2 separate regions of the Cricetulus griseus genome follow, and region 1 is linked to region 2. A link is a contact called in public Hi-C data. All regions are on one chromosome and are shown on one strand. Each heading gives the region's core, a stretch centred on a gene start, on an enhancer-like site or on the middle of the called end of the contact. The rest is flanking DNA. Distances are from core to core; before and after follow the strand shown.

Region 1 (4,582 bases), core at 1,115-3,614, 150 kb after region 2:
TGCTAATAAAAGCCATGGAACAGACACCAAGGGGCATCCTGAAGAATGAAAGTCTCATGTAAGCAGTGAGTGACTTGTGCAGGAGCTGTACTGAATGTGATATCCTGGAACCCTCTGGGTGCCAAGGGAGAGCTGAACCATTTCCTGGTCAGAGTGATTGAGAAACACACTGTCAACACAGAGTATACTGGAGGCAAATGTCTTTCTGCTGCCTGGCTTGCAACTTCCTAATGCCAATGGCAAGTCAGTGAAACTGCAGGTTCTCCATGGAATGACACTCATTCCATGAAGATGTTTGCACACTGAGTCAGTTTCTATAGCATCTCAACGGCTTCACACTTGAGTGTGCCACAGAAGAGAATGCACAGCAAATTATTAAAATTGTTATATTCAGGATGTAGGAATGGATGCAATGATCTAATCTAGACATAATTGGGAGTTACACTTATAGAGGTGATAATGTGATTAAATATATATAATATATTCAGTAACCCCTGTTCAACCCAAATTATAATGGGGGGAGCTGAAAGTCAATTAAAGACATTGATTTGATTATTTTTAGTTATTCAACTGCATGATTTTCTTTTTAAAAAATTCAAGCCTGGTAAAGATTACTTGGGTTTATTAATGACAGGTTCCTGAAATGTCTTTGTATAAATATACATTAGATTTTTGACTGTTCAATTCAATTTTGAAGGTATTAGTAAAACCATCCAAACCAAGTTAGCAAATGAAATCAAACTCTACACAGGCTTTGGTAATAGAAAGCACAAATGGAGGTCTACCTTCTATTAATTATTAGACATGGGATTCAAAGCAAGCTTTCTGGCTTCTCTGAAGCTTAGCTTCCTTAACAATGAAATAGAGTTTCTCCTATTTACATATCTAGTCAAATGTGGACAGCAGTAATTTGAAAAAGCTCTGGAATGTCTCACATATATAAGGATTATGAGTCAAACATTGGCACAAGTGCTTATTCTCAGCTCTTGGGAGGAGGTCATCAAAGCCTGTCTGGAGGTCAGAGCATAGCCTGTGGGTGTCAGTCCCTTGCTTCCACCGTGTAGGCTCTCAGGGCCAAACTCAGGTCATTGGTCTTAATGCCAAGTGCCTAAACTAGCTGAGCCATCTCATCTCAGGCCGGCAAATAAATTCCTAACTGAGCATGTCCAGGCTGTACTTTGAAATCCTGCTTTTTTTTTTTTTTTTCAATGACTCACTGAGTTAATTAGGGTTGCTTACATGAGCATGGTTGTGGGTTATTTACTATAAGAAAATAGATGATATCTTTCAGCACCCATTAACTTCCAATAACCTCCTCACTAGTGGCCCTCCCTGGCCTGCTGGAATGTTGACAGGTTCCATCGTGTGCAGGTTTTGTACAGGTAATAAAACTTGCTGTGAGTTCCTGAGTGCAACATCCATATCATGTCCAGAAGACAGCATTTCACAGAACTCCTCCCAATCCCTCAGCTCCTACATTCTTTTTGCACCCTCTTCTATCATGTTCCCTGAAAGGGGTGTTCATATAAATATCCCATGCTCAGTGCTTCTTAATCTCAGCACTTTTCACCAGTTTCGAGCGTCTGAATTAACAACTGTGGATTGCAAAAAACAGTTTCCACGACCAAGGTGGTTGCTCAGCAGTCTCTAGTCCTGGTCTTCACTGAGGTGTCCAGACACAGATTCTGACCTGGAATCACTGAGTTAAAGGGATATCGTATACAGACTGGTGAAGTCATTTGTCTCTTTGAACAGCTGCAAGTCGGACCAACAATTCCTAAGGGCTGGAGGTGGGAAGGTGATCCAGTGCACACAAAACAGACTCATCAGCTCCATAAACAAAGGAATAAAAACAATTTCAGTCAGTTGCAAAATAGGAAAAAGTTCAAGGAGGGAAAAGATTATTGTACTTTATCAAAAGAACAGAACAAAAGACGACGAGGGCTATCGCTCTGATAGTCTCTACGACACCTCATGGCGGACTGCTTTTATCTGGCTTTTAAAAGTTCCTCCACTTGGACAGCTGTCAACTTGCTTCCTTTCACCACCCACGTCCTTCCTCTCTTAGCTAACCTCCAGATTCTCTGCCCTGGGTGCTGACAATGATTATCTACCAGGTTCCAGGTTGACTTGATTCACTAGGCTCTGCTGCTGAGCTGCTGTGCCGAGTGGGCACGCGTCGGGGAAAGTCGGGGTAGCCGGCGACACCCTGAGCGATCAGTCATGTCCGCGAGTGTCCGAGCGCCCGCTGGCGAGGAAGAAGCATCTTTTCCGCCCAGCTCCGGGAAGGCGAAACCCGGAGCAGATAAATTCAGGACGCGCACGGCCCCGCCCACTCAGGCAGTTCCTGTCACGTGCCCTCGCACTTTCCAATCAGCGTCCGGAACATCCAGGCTTGTGATTCAAACTGCGGCGCGGCGAGCTCCGAGTCGGCGCCGGCGTTGCCGGGCGACTGCTGTGGGTTTGGGAATGGAGCACCGTATCGTGGGTCCCGGGCCGTACCGGGCCACCAAGTTGGTGAGTGAGAGTGCGGGCCGGGCGGACCCCTTGCCGCCAGCACCGCCGTGACACGGACGGTGCGCATCCGCTGGGGTCTGCCGGTGCCGGTGGGCGAGCGTCTGCTGGGGTCGCGGCTCCTCACCCTGCTCCGCAGCCGGCAGAGGAGGCCTGGACCAGCCCCACCAGGTGGGATGAACTTCATCTGTGGGCGGTGACTATGTTATGGGCTTTCGGCCTTAACGGGAAGCGAACACCAGGCGATCGGGTTCCCCTTTGTCTTTCTAGAGTCTGGGATAAGATTGACCTTAGGTGGAGCCCTAGGACCACCCTACCCGTGTAGCACTTGGGGGTTGCGGTGATCCACACAAGGGCGTGTCTCCTTCCTGAGTGACACTGTTGACACTTGACGAGTGTTCTTTGTAACGGTGCACAGTACTCCGGTGGATTGCTCCTCTAAAGGTTCCTGCCCCCTGCGTTTCAGTTTTTGTCAGCACCCACCTTAGCTCTCTGATAGTTGGTCTCCAAGCCCTGCAGATACGCCAGGGTGAGGCCTTTTCTCATGGAAACACATTTTGATATTCAGAGACTTAGCTGATCTGGAGGAAGCTGATCTTGGAGGAAGTAATTTTACTGACCTCTGCCTCCAAGGATTTGCACAACGGAATAGACACAGGTGAGGCCTTTGAGTTTAGTCTGCGTGCCACTCTCAGGTGCATGTACCTTGCAATCAAATCTCAATGCTCTCTTTAAGAAATATTCTGGGAAAGGTGGGAACGAGGATCCAAACTCTCTTGTATTAGACTCATATTCTAGAGATGTAGTTTCCTTTATTTCTAGTGTTTTGTGGAGTCAAAACACCTTCTGGATGAGAAGTCTGATTTCGGTCTTCTTGTTCTTTAGGGTTTTTTTTTTTTTGTAGACTTATGGATCACTTGGAGAATAATAATAATAGATTGTGAATCTTCTTCACAGAAAAGATCACTTGTCACCTGTGAAGTTTCTCCTAAGACTTTAGGGAGTGCAGTATTGTTTCATTTGGCTGAAAAACATCACATTACTAAGATGCCTGTGAAGAGGATTGGAAGGAATCACTGTACAATCTACTGGACACCCAGAGTGATCCATTTATTTTAGTAAGCCTAAAATAATACATTTAGGTTTTCTTTAGAGCTAGTTCCTAAGAGGTATGAACAGTAATAACGGGGGAGGGGGGAAGATAGTCTTAGAAATGGTGTTTCCATAACTGATTCTACAGAAGTGGTTCCAGCATTTAAACTGCCTGAGGTCAGGAAGATAGAAGTTGTTCCTTTCAGTGACTTTCACAAACTCTTAGAGCAGCCCTGTCTTATCAGTGAGGGTGTTTCAAGAACCCCACAGCAGTGGTTTGAATAAGAATGGCCCTCATAGGCTCGTATATTTGGATACTTATTCACCAGGAATGGAACTGTTCAAAAAGATTGCAAGGACTTGGAAGTGTGGCCTTGTTGGAGGAAGTGGGCCACTGGGATTGGGCTTTGAGGTTTGAAAAGCCCATGCTAAGCCCAGAGTCTGTCTTTCAGTCTGTGGATCAGGATGTTACTCTTGGCTATTTCGCCAGCACCTGCCTGCCTGCTGCCATGCTCCCCCTCATAATGATGATGGACTAAACTCCTGAAATGATAAACAAGCCCCCATTTAAATGCTTTTTACATGAGTCGTCATTGTCATGGTCATGGTGTCTCTTCATAGCAACACCTAAAACTATGATAGTGATAGACCCTATATATAGTAAACATAATATGTGTTTTTCCTTCTATGTCTATGATAGTTTATAAATTAATACAATGAGGAATTAACAGCAATAACTTCAAAACGGAGCAGCTAAATACTCTAATAAAGTTCACTATAATACTTGGGAGCTATTGGTCATAAAATAGAGATTACTTGAACACATGCACTGTGATACCTCATCAGTTGGCCTGATAACCTAACCATGACTAAGTGGCCAGTGTGTGAGTGGCATATGCAGTGTGGATACACTGGACACTGAGATCATTCACCTCTTTGGTGTGATGAAGCAATTTCAATCTGCCACTCAGAGCTG
Region 2 (4,665 bases), core at 416-2,915:
GGCAGATCTCTGTGAGTTCGAGGACAGCCCAGTCTACAGAGTGAGTTCCAGGACAGCCTCTAAAACAATACACAGAAACCCTGTCTTGAAAAACCAAAAAAAAAAAAAAAAAAAAAAAAAAAAAAAAAAAAAAAAAAAAAAAAAAAAGAAAAGAAAAAAAAGGAAATGCAGAACAGTCAATCCATCATGACAGAAATAAAATCAGCGGTTGTCTGGCTGATTTGCAGAGGCAGCATATTTAATTGCTCAATGGGGAAAAAAAAAAGACCAAGGTAGTATACAGAAAAGGGCTAGGTAGGATCTGGAGAGATGGCTCAGAGGTTAAGAGTAATTGCTCCTCTTACAAGACCCAGGTTCAAATCCCATCTCTCATATGGTGGCTAAACAACCATCATTAACTCTTTCCAGAAAACGTCCTCTTCTAACCTCTATGGCATGTAGAGTGCATACATAAATGAAGGCAGCATGCATAAAATTAAAAAAAATAAGAAGCTAAGGAAAACAATTTTATATAAACATTTAACAAAATTAGTAGGTGTGAGAAATGAATGAAACACGGTGTTGAATGGGTCTTCAAGTGTCCCAGCAATGACACTATTACTGTCTCTTTCATGTAAGACCACTGAGACAAGGTGACAATAAATGACTTGTCCCTCAGCTACCTCAGTCAGAGCTGTGGTTCTAGCCCAACTCCTTTCTTCTTCCAAACATCTGAGACTCTATACTGGAGCAATAGAGAAAATTAGAAGACATTGTGAAAGCCGCTATGTAACATGCTGTCAAAAAACAAAAGCAAACAAAAAAATGGAACAATTCTTTTTTGCTTGTTTTGTTTTTCGAGACAGGATTTCTTGAACTCACTTTGTACACCAGGCTGGCCTCGAACTTAGGGATATGCCTGTCACACCCTCAGGAGTGCCAAGATTAAAGGCGTGCGACCACTGCCGGCTAAAACAGAGCACTGTTAACTCCCTAAACAACACGCTCCACTTCTTGAAAACATCTTTAGAGATACGATTCTGAGATCAACCTGCACAGGGTTTGGGGGCTCAGACTCCTTAGAAAGGAAACGGGAACTGCTAATTAGAAAAGATCGGTGTGTCTGGATCCTTGGCCCTTGCAAGGATGGCGACAATAAGGGCGAGTGCCCCAGCCACAGCACCACTGGAAAAGGTAAACTCTGATGACAGCCGAGCACTGATCACGCTGACGCAAAGCTTTTCCCAAAGCTCCCCAAACAACTCTGGCAGATCTTGGAGGACTCGGTCCAGGCAACTACCAAGCCCTGGGAACGTAGGACACCCCAGGCTCGGCCCCAGAGCCACCCGCCCGGGACGCGCAGTGACCCGCAGCCGCTCGTCGCTCTCACCTCTCCAGTTCTTGTACTTGGGGATGTAGTAGTATTTATTCCCCAGATGGTCCGTGCCCACGTGCTCCCTCACCTCCTTCGACAGAACGCTCCACACGGAGCGCAGCACACTCCACCACCAGCCCATGCCGTGGCGCAGCTCAAGGTCTCTAGACTGGCGCCGGCCGGGAGGCCCCGCCCACACGAGGGCCCGCCCACCGCGCAGGCTCGCGTTCTCGCACCTCCCAGTAACGCCGCTCTCCGTTGGTCACGTCATATCACGGATTGGCCAATGAAAGACTCTGTTGTTACAGCCCGGTCCAAGTTGTGTCATGGCGGCACCCAGGCCTCCAGCTGGTGTGTGGGACCGAGATGTTGAGTTTTTTGTCCGCTCGACAATCGGGTTTGGAAGACCCTCTTCGCTTGCGGAGAGCGCAGTCCACACGGAGGTAAGGCTCGCCTTGTCTTTCCCCGTAACGTGCCAAGTGAGACTCTGGTGCTGGGAGTCCGGGTGACTGGACCATTGGTCGAAGATGAAGTCGGCAGGTGACAGGAAGACACGCGAGTGCGCGTAGAGCAAAATATGAAGGTTAAACCCAGACCACGGTTATTGTAGCTTGCGGTCTGCTTGAAGAATGAAGTTGAAAGTAGAAGTGAGTCGAGTTAGGTAACTGTCGCTCCAAGAGCGAATGGGCATTCAGGGAGTGAGGTTGTCTTCATTTTTACGTTTTGGTGTTCTATAGTTAGAATAATACGTTCCAAAAATTACATAAATTTTTTTTTGTTTTGGTTTGGTTTTTCGAGACAGGGTTACTATGTAGCTTGGAGGCTGTCCTGGAACTCGCTCTGTAGAATAGCTGGCCTCGAACTCAGAGATCCTGCCTCTGCCTCCGGAGTGCTGGGATTAACTAAATGAGTTAACATTCAACCATTTTTTAGAACCACATTTTGATTAGTTCTAAACATGATCAGGGTTGTTTGTGTCAGCTGCTGATCAATTCGTGCAGAAATGATTAAGTTTTTTTAAGGCACTTCTGCATTCTTGGAGACATACACAGAAGTTTTTCACTCCGGGACAGCAAGAATGAATGAATGAATGAATGAATGTATGTATGTATGTATGTATGTATGTATGTATCCATCTTTCTGGTAATGTGACTGGTTCTCCAAGTAGTTCTGAGTTTCTTCCTTATGTTCAGCAAAGGTAACACTGGGAAATGAATGAACTGCTTGCTTCACTTTTAATTTCATCTAAAAACTTTTAAAAAGCAACATTGCTCTTTTTATCCTTGTAGTTAATGGTTAATCTTATAATAATTTAAGTAAGTAAGCCACAGAGGATCTGAAAAATTGGGATTTTAAGTCTAGATTTCCAAATGTCCTTGGTCCAAGGAAGCCCAAAGGTCTTTGTCAACATTCTATGACCCAAATTTTTGTTTCACTAGAAAAAATAAGAGTTCAAAACAAATAAGAGGTTCCCCCAGATTAGTCTGCCTATAAATGGATTTCATTTCTCTGTGAAGTGTTATTCTCAAAGCATAATAAAAGCTGAAAACTTTTATTTCAGTGGCCCCAAACACTTTTCCCCACCAGTTGTCTTCTGTGCTTATAATAAAATGGTAGTGGCTATGCTGGGATTGAGACCACCGATGTGGCACAAGCCTTTACTGCTTTATGTTCAACCCTGGAGGAGCCAAGTCTTAGACTGTGGGCCAGTAACAGAAAGGTCCCTAAGCAGGGGAAGACAGTTCAAGGCCTTCTAAAGTATCACTGGACACTGAGAAGTGGTTCTGGGCAGATGTCCTACCTTGTGCACATAGTCCTTGTAGATGATGGTCTGAGTTGACAGCAACCATGTTAGCATTTGTAGCCATCCGGGAAGTTATGCGTCCTGGCGGTAAACTCATTGAGAAAATGGATTTGGATCAATTGGAACTGAATCCCAATTCAGCTTCAGTTTAGAAAGTTGACTGAACTGGGCATAGTGACTCACACCTTTAATTCAGGAGGCAGAAGAGGTGGATCTCTGTCTGAGGCCAGCCTGATCTACATAGAGTTCCAGGCCAGCCAGCATTACATAGTGAGACCCTGTTTAAACATGAAATCCAACAGAACAGCAACAAAGAAAGGCATACTCAGGTCAATGAAGGAGGTTCTGTGCCTCTCCCAATCAGATTTGTTCAGAGACTCACCCACCTGCCCACCCACTGTGTGCAGCACGTGCTGCAAGCAACCAAATCCTCATAATACTCCACCTCTTCCAGCAGAGGAAGAGCTTTGCTAAGTAGCAGCAGCACACAAGCCTGGCCCACCCCATCCTGGATTGCCTGTGGAAGGGATGGAGAAGATAAATGCACAACTGAATCTTGGAGTTCATACCTTATGGGAACATTTCATTGAAGTGTGCGAGTAAGACTGTTACCATTCTGCTATCAAGGGGCATGGCCTGTCTGGTGGTGGTTGGCACAATGGCAGTCCCCTTCTGTTGTGAGTTTGATATATAGGCCTCCGGGTGCCCACAATTACTGGGAGCCATGTTTGACAGATTGGGTGCTATTTTCTGTGGGCCTTTGCTGTGCATCAATATTGCCTGAGACAAGCCCTCAGCATCACCTTGACCAAGCATCACCCAGAGAGTGATGATCAACTAGGTCTGAGGAGGACACTACCCTGAGCTTGCCCCGAGACCCAGCCCTCAAACCCTACCTACCTGCCTCTCCTGCTGCTGCACTTTCATTGAGGAAGGCTTTAGAGGGACCAGGGACTGAGTCCTACTAACACTGTGGCACTAATAGATTAGCCTGCCCAGGCCCAAAAAACACTGATTCTAATGGGGCCTTCCTAGCTGTCACTCCTGTGGCGCCCCCCCCCCCAGATGTTCAGCCAAGCATGTTTTCTTCTCTCCATGGAGTTTACTACACCAACCTAATGGGTCATTGCTCCACACACACTGGCCCCCAGAGGTTGGATGACTCTCTAGGGGTTAGTAGATACCTGAAAGTATCTCCACAGTGACTCACTGGGAGCTCAGGATGACAAGAAACAGCTCTTATACCAGCCTTTGCTTTCTGCCTAGGACTGGGTCAATAACTTGCCTGGTATGGCTTCTTTTGCAGGATGGACCTGACTTCTCCCCAGTAATATGTTCCAACCCCTCTGCAGTAATGCCCTTCTCTTGCTGCTCAGGCCACATGAGCTGCATCGAGGTGCTCTCCTACCACATGACATATATGCTAACATAACATACTCATTCATATAAAATAAAATAAATCTAAAAATATTTAGAAGAAAAATAATGAGCCTACTAATTGTTCCAC

What was found. A called contact is a pair of places that touch in the nucleus more often than the background predicts.
Region 1: a contact with region 2 is called in a Hi-C map of the CHO-K1 cell line, with 2.4 times the contacts expected there. The contact joins the promoter of Depdc1b here to the promoter of Ercc8 in region 2. A contact is called at or near these places in 2 of 8 Hi-C or Micro-C datasets (the CHL-YN cell line and the CHO-K1 cell line).

The regions. Positions count from the first base shown.
Region 1 is chr2:326,385,426-326,390,007 of CriGri-PICRH-1.0, forward strand. Depdc1b (DEP domain-containing protein 1B) reads left to right here and starts at 2,365. Exons shown (of 11, transcript XM_027401501.2): 1 at 2,365-2,517. The coding sequence starts at 2,470.
Region 2 is chr2:326,234,137-326,238,801 of CriGri-PICRH-1.0, forward strand. It overlaps Ercc8 (DNA excision repair protein ERCC-8), which reads left to right and starts at 1,666. Exons shown (of 11, transcript XM_027401507.1): 1 at 1,666-1,797. The coding sequence starts at 1,721. It overlaps Ndufaf2 (NADH dehydrogenase [ubiquinone] 1 alpha subcomplex assembly factor 2), which reads right to left and starts at 1,553. Exons shown (of 4, transcript XM_027401512.2): 1 at 1,370-1,553. The coding sequence starts at 1,496.